Regions from separate parts of the Sus scrofa genome. Here region 2 is linked to region 1. Evidence: chromatin contacts called from public HiChIP or PLAC-seq data. All regions are on one chromosome and are shown on one strand. The core of a region is the stretch at or near the end of the contact, and the rest is flanking DNA. Distances in the headings are between cores, read along the strand shown.

Region 1 (3,347 bases), core at 357-2,856:
GCCTCCCTTGCGTTGTCTGTCTGGATACAGGGAGGGGAAATCTTTTCTGGGATGGGCTACATAGCTCCCTGGGGATGTAGCTTCTGTACATTGACTGCAGAGGCGCCCCTGCTGATTTCTGCTGTGTCACTGCCTCAAGAGGGATGTGTGAAGCTGCTCAGGGGTTTGGCGGAGGGAGATGAAACCAAGGAGTTTGGCTGTTGATGCACAGGGGATAAAGAAGGGGGAGGGATAAAGGATGCCAAGGATTGCCTGCACCTTCTCGCGATTTATACTAGGCTTTCCAGATCCTTTTTGGCCCCAGGTCTTTTAGAGAAGAACAAAGTGGTCGGTACCCACCCAAGGGGCGTGAAAACCCGTCCCTGAGAACACCAGCCTGGGATTCGACGCCAAGGGGAGTCATTGGTGGCTAGGTCACGTGCAAACATTGTCGCCGCCGGGGTCTAGACTGGTGTGAGCCGCCAGGCAATGCGACTGGTTTCTGAAGGAGCGACCCACTGGGGGCCGGCTGGTCGGCCTCCAACACCTCCTACCCCTTTCAAACCCCGGATCCGGCTTGCCGCCCTGGGTGGGTTTGGCAATTATCCTGCTTGAGGTGGTTCAGGCCGCCCACAAGGAGCATAGCCCGGCAGTCAGGAGCCAGGGCTGCTGGCTGGGCTGGCCTGGAAGGAGAGGGACGGGCCGGAACTGCAACCGCAGTGGCGGGGAGACCGGAGGGGGTGGCAGGTGCAGCAGCAGAGAGGCGGGGCGGAGCTGGGCAGAGTCCCTGATTCTCAGGCGTCCCGGAGTGACCTACCCCCACCCAGCTAGGGCCTAGGAGAAGTGGAAGTGCGGAGAAGAGAGGCTGAGAGTGCACGAGAGGGACTGACTGGATCGGGACAGCCGGGCTGGGGTCCCGAAGGGTCTGCGGGGCGCCAGGCAAGGCAGGTGCGGGTCACCTCACTACGGAAAAGGCGGGTTCGTGCACAGCCCAACGCGAGGAGGGGGCTGTTAGGTGCTGCGGCCTCGCCACTCACAGTTCTCTCCGCCCCTCCCCGCGCCCCCGCTCCCTGGCTCCCTAGACCGCCCCTCACGCCGCTACCGCAGCTCCTTTGTGCCAACCCCGCGCCCGCCCCCTCGGGCCCCAGGCCCCGCCCCCTCCACGCCGGCTATTGGCCCGCCGGGTCGCTAGTGGGCGGGGCGCCCCGTCGCCACGGCGCGGTATATAGTAAAGGTAGGGCGTGCGCCCTCAGCCAATTTCTCGGCTCGTGGCGGGTGGCTGTAGCCTGGGCCCGCAGTCCATTTGTTCGTCCTTCCCTTTGACTTTTCCTTGTCCCCTGCCTGTCTCTGCAGAGGTCACAGGAGGCGGGGGCCGAGCACGCGTCCTCGGTGGCAGCTGGAGTGGCAGCTGCGGGTTTGTGGAGCCCCCGAATCCCCAAGGGCAAGGGGAGCGCGTGGCGGACCAAAGAGGGCCAGTGAGCGGTCGTGCGCCCACCAATAGGTGCGGGGCTCGGAGACGCCCAGCCTGCGCGGTCCCTCCCTCCTCCCTCCGCCCCCGCCGCCGCCGCCTCCCCCTCCTCCCGCTCCTGACTCTGCTCCTCCACCGCGCGTCTGGCACTCTGAAAGCCGCAGCGGCAGCGGCGGGTGCAGCCTGCGGAGAGCCAGGCAGGGGACACTGATCGGCAGGAGAGGACGCAAGAGCGCACGCGGCAATCACCCATCTTCAATCCCCGCAGCAGCTGCTGACCCGCCACCATGGCCCGCGGAAAAGCCAAGGAGGAGGGCAGCTGGAAGAAATTCATCTGGAACTCCGAAAAGAAGGAGTTTTTGGGCAGGACCGGTGGCAGTTGGTGTAAGTATGGGTTTCGCAGCTCTCGCCCCCAGCGCCTTGCCTTTCGGCTCATCCCCCGGGCAGGCTCTGCGGACCGCACCGCGCGCTCCGCGCTGGCAAGGGCGGAGGGTCGGGTGGTGAGCACTGCTACGATCGCGCGGGCCTGGGCTTGCTGTCCTGTATGGAATTCAGAATCCCTGGATAGGCGCGGGCAAGCAGAGGGTTACGTATATTGTAGCGGTCTTGGGAACTTGCAGTTTATATGACATCGCTTGAGCCCTTCGGTCCTGGGCATGGTCGGGCTGTGGGAGACTAGATATGTCTCTTCTTGTAGTCAGGTCCTAAAAAATAAGATTTGAGGCTCTGAAAGAACAGCCTGAGGGTAATCGGACCGAATGCAGGCGAGGTTGTGTGTTAAAGCACCTTTTTTTTCTAGTCTAAATATGTACCTCCAAAGGCCGGCGGCGGGCGGGGGTGGGGTGGGGGTGCGGGGAGCGGTAGTGATGGCAGAATCCATACACACTGCAGTATTTCGTAGCGATGCCCAGAGTTTCCTCCAGTGAACTGCCGTGGAGTCATCACAGCCCAGGAATGACCCAGGAAGCTCCATGTCAGGACTCCGTTTCTGAGCCTTGGCCCCAAAACATGGCAAAATCGGGTTGTTGTCAGTGTCTACAGAGCCAGATGCAGAACCGGGTACGATGAAGGGTTAGTGTGAAATAAATGGCACAAAGGCAGAGGCAGGTCATCTGATACGATTTGGGGCAGCCTGTTGCTTGGCTAAATAGACCCCCTCCCCATTGAAAATTATATTGCTTACTTGTCTTCCACCTCTCTACACAGGAAGGGTGACTTTTTTTAAAAGGTCATTTTGAAGGGCAGTTGTAGGCAAATCTGTAAGAGTCGTGACTGCGGAAGAGAGAGAGAGAGGGAGGGAACTCCCCCCTCCTGCATCACTGCCCCCCCTTCTCTAATATCATCATCACCATCATCATCATCTGCACCACTAGCACCACCACTGCAGCCACTAAGGGAGCCCTGGGTAGGTGCTGATGTGGTGTTCCTGATTGGGAGGATCTGTGAGCATGGGCAGGAGAATGAGTCAGGGAAATATTGCTTGGCTGACATTTTGAAATGGAAGAAGCTAGAATATATGATTTTCTGTAGAGGAAAAAAAAATGCACCCTGTAGTGTGTCTCTTGATTAAAAAGTGAAGGGTTAATAATGCATCACACTTCAAGGTTAGTCAAGGTGAAACCTCATCCCATACCTATGTTGGGAAGAATAGATATCCCTGAGCCATGTTAAATGTAGGTCTTTAAAGTGATGGCTTTTAGCTTGTATTTTATTTTATTTTGGGAAATCTCCATCCTTCAGTGGGCTTACTGCCATAGTTCTCATGCATTAAGTATAGCTCTCTGTGTTTCTTAATGTGGAAGGGAAAGCCTGAAGAACACTGGGTGTGTATAGGGTGAACAGCTCCTGGCCTGGGCCATCTCCTAGCAACTCCTGGTAACTAGTGAGGCCTGAGGGGTGC
Region 2 (2,945 bases), core at 53-2,552, 610 kb before region 1:
GCAAGCAAATAAACCAGAAAATAAAACAAAATAATCTCATAATAATATGAAAAGATCACTGGATTGGAATTCAGGAACCTGGTAAGGATGCTAACTGGCTGTGTGACTTTGGGAAGGTTTTGATCTTTGCTCCTCAGTCTCACTTTGATTAGCAGTAATAGTTAATTGCTAAGGTTTAAGAGAATGTATATGTGTGTGTGTGAGAGAGAGAGGCAGGCTTTCTTTCAGTCAAGGCAGGATAGACATATGCATTCTTGGGGACTGAGAACACCCCCTCACTTTGCTTTCCATTTTAATCACGAAAGCTTATAATGACCACAACCAGTGGAAAAAGCCATGCCTCCTTCACCCTTCTGGGAACCAAGGTCCTTCCTTCAGAAGCATAACTAACAAAACTCATATCTTCTGGCTTCTAGGGGACAACTTCAATAAACCAAGTTCCCATGAGGAGAGAGGGTGAGCTATTCTTTGCTAGTGGGGCATTGGAAATATTTGGCAGAGGTGAGAAGAGGGGAGACGTGGCAGAGAACAAGAGGGGTGCGGGTGGGGACTGCAATATTACACCCCTCCTTAATAGGCTTGGCAGTTCATCAGCCATCATCAGTCATCACATTTTTGGTTTTGGTTCTATCCACAGCATGTGGAAGTTCCTGGGCCAGGGAACACACCCTCATCACAGCAGTAATCAAAGCCTCAGCAGTGAAAAATGCTGATCCTTAACTCACTGAGCCACTAGGGAACTCTATAAATATTAATTACCTATTGAACACAGATTATGCATTGGAGGTGCATTGAAGTCCTACACAGTCTTTGCTCTCAAGTATCTCACTGACTTGCCAAAAGGAAATAGATTCTGTGTTCAGGTCAGACAAGCAAATGCAGGCCCTAAGGGGTTTTCAGAGGTGCCCAGCTCAAAGTGCTCCCTTTCCCTGCTTAAGGTTTGGCCAGGCAGTGTCAGTAGTGAAAAGTAAATTTTTCAGACTGAGGGATGCAAGCTTTCTGTTTGCTTTGCTCCTGGTATCCAGATGGTCACCAGGCTGCCCTGTTGAAAATTTTGTTTGGCAGGAACGTGCTCTGATTCCTTAATTCTAAGCTTTGGAGACCAGGCAGCTGAAATGAAGCAACTCTTGTGCACACTCAGCAGTATCAGGCTGTGAATGTTTCAAGCTGTCATGAGGCAGGCACCCCAGACAGCGACAGGGCCCTGGGTGGGATGCTGCCGAGTTTGTGGGGGCTTGGCCGTGGCCACTGCAGGACATGCTGAGCACAGCCGCCGAGGCCAAGCTTGAGCAGCCGGCTGCGGGGTGAGCTGCTGACTCATTGCTGCAGCCATGTTGCCTTTAGCAACTGGAACAGCTCCGGGGAATTCGTTCTTATTTTAAAGGAAAATGTGATGTAACTCTGGAGACAGCAGAGGGGAGTAGCAGATGATGTTCCAAAATCTGATTCTAAACAGCAGCTGTAACAAAGCATTTCCATCAGAATTCTTAGGCAGAACTGTTTTCTATCAGCCTTGGAAGGATGTGGTCACTTTGGGGCAGTTATCCAATCAGTCAACATGTATGTTTCAAATATTTGTTGTGTGCCCAACCCCTGTAACCCCTGTTGAGTGCTTAGGTAATGAAGAAGTGAAAGATGGTCCTTGCCCACTTGGGGATTGTTGTATAGCTGACACTAGGAGAGATTTCCTCTGTGCCAGCACTGTATTCTAGGTGCACTAGCTTATGCAATCTCATGGCAATCCTGTAAAATAGCTGTATTATTTTACCTATTCTACTGTAAGTTGGGGAGCCAGGATTTTAACCCACGTCAGTTCAGAGTCAGAGCTCTTACTACCATGTTATTTGGGACACAGAACCAATAAAAGGGTAAATGACTACCAGAGAATAATATAGGATTGATATGTCATTGCGTGATAAATCATATTTATAATATAAGCATTTATGATGAGTCCAAAATAAATCCCTATCAATCTACAGTGGTAGGTCATATGAAGGGTACAGATATGCTTACATTTAAGCAAATATGGAACCTGTGGAGGAACTTTTTTTGGGAAGGCTGAGGTCCAGATGTCCTGATGAGAAATGGGCAGGTCAGGAAGTGGGAGCGGTCAGTAATGTAACAGGAGGAGCATCAGGTGACCTGTGGCTCTCAGGCCATGATGTGCTTAGGATGGCCCTAGCTGTTGGGGAAAACACAGAAAGATGATTAAGCATATTTTTGCCCTTTGGGAATTTAGTCTAGTTGGATTTATATGACCAATTAATCAATTTATGAGCTATTAGCAAAATAGGAGGGGAAACAGAGGAAATTTAAGAGAGGAAGAGGGACCACCACTGTCCCGTTCAGTCCTTAGTGGATCACAGTTGCATTAAGGAGGAGTCTGAGGGCTATTTTGTCAGGTGATATTGACAAATACTCAAAAGCTCTTTTATTTTCTTGTAGAGGTGTTGGCCGTACATGTGGTGTGGGGCTGATCAGAACCACTTGAGTCCCTCCGTTTCCATGCCTGCAGCATAGAGAAGCTCTTGGGCCAGATATCAAACCTGAAGCACAGCAGTGACCCGAGCCGCAGCAATGACAATGATGGATCCTTATCACCTGCTGGGCCCTGAGGGAATTCTCAGATTTTTATGTCTGACTGAGATAGAATAGGGTTTTAGGAACTTAAAAATCATGAAGAAGATGAGAGAAATGAAATGAGGTGAAAATGTCTGTCTTGGGCAAAATTCCCTTGGTGGAGTGCTACAAAAGTAACAAACGAGCCCAGGAAGCCTAATGGCCTGAATAGGGTTCCTGTGACTATGGTGACAGCAGTATGAACTACAACCAAGTAGAAAGAAGCATATCTCCTCATACTTGAAAGAAATAGTTTGGCCCTGTCCCATGGGGATAGAATAATTAAGTAATTAAATAATTAATTAAAGGGGTGGGGTGGGATGAGT

Evidence for each region. HiChIP or PLAC-seq counts read pairs in DNA pulled down with a chosen protein or histone mark.
Region 2: a contact with region 1 is called in an H3K27ac HiChIP or PLAC-seq map of skeletal muscle, with 4 times the contacts expected there. The contact joins the enhancer-like site here to the promoter of ATP1B1 in region 1. A contact is called at or near these places in 1 of 5 promoter capture datasets (fetal skeletal muscle), 4 of 47 Hi-C or Micro-C datasets (embryonic fibroblasts, fetal heart ventricle, fetal skeletal muscle and 1 more) and 1 of 2 datasets of contacts at active chromatin or transcription factors (skeletal muscle).

The regions. Positions count from the first base shown.
Region 1 is chr4:81,935,274-81,938,620 of Sscrofa11.1, reverse strand. ATP1B1 (ATPase, Na+/K+ transporting, beta 1 polypeptide) reads left to right here and starts at 1,606. Exons shown (of 6, transcript NM_001001542.1): 1 at 1,606-1,831. The coding sequence starts at 1,735.
Region 2 is chr4:82,545,773-82,548,717 of Sscrofa11.1, reverse strand. The region is part of intron 4 of LOC106510109 (a long non-coding RNA gene); the gene reads left to right. Among named protein-coding and RNA genes, the nearest start is that of XCL1, 110 kb to the right of the region's middle. Within about 2 kb of position 1,302, at least 37 of the 83 cell types and tissues checked have an H3K27ac peak or open chromatin away from gene starts, as enhancers often do. A contact at or near this core is called in fetal skeletal muscle and skeletal muscle, where this site is marked.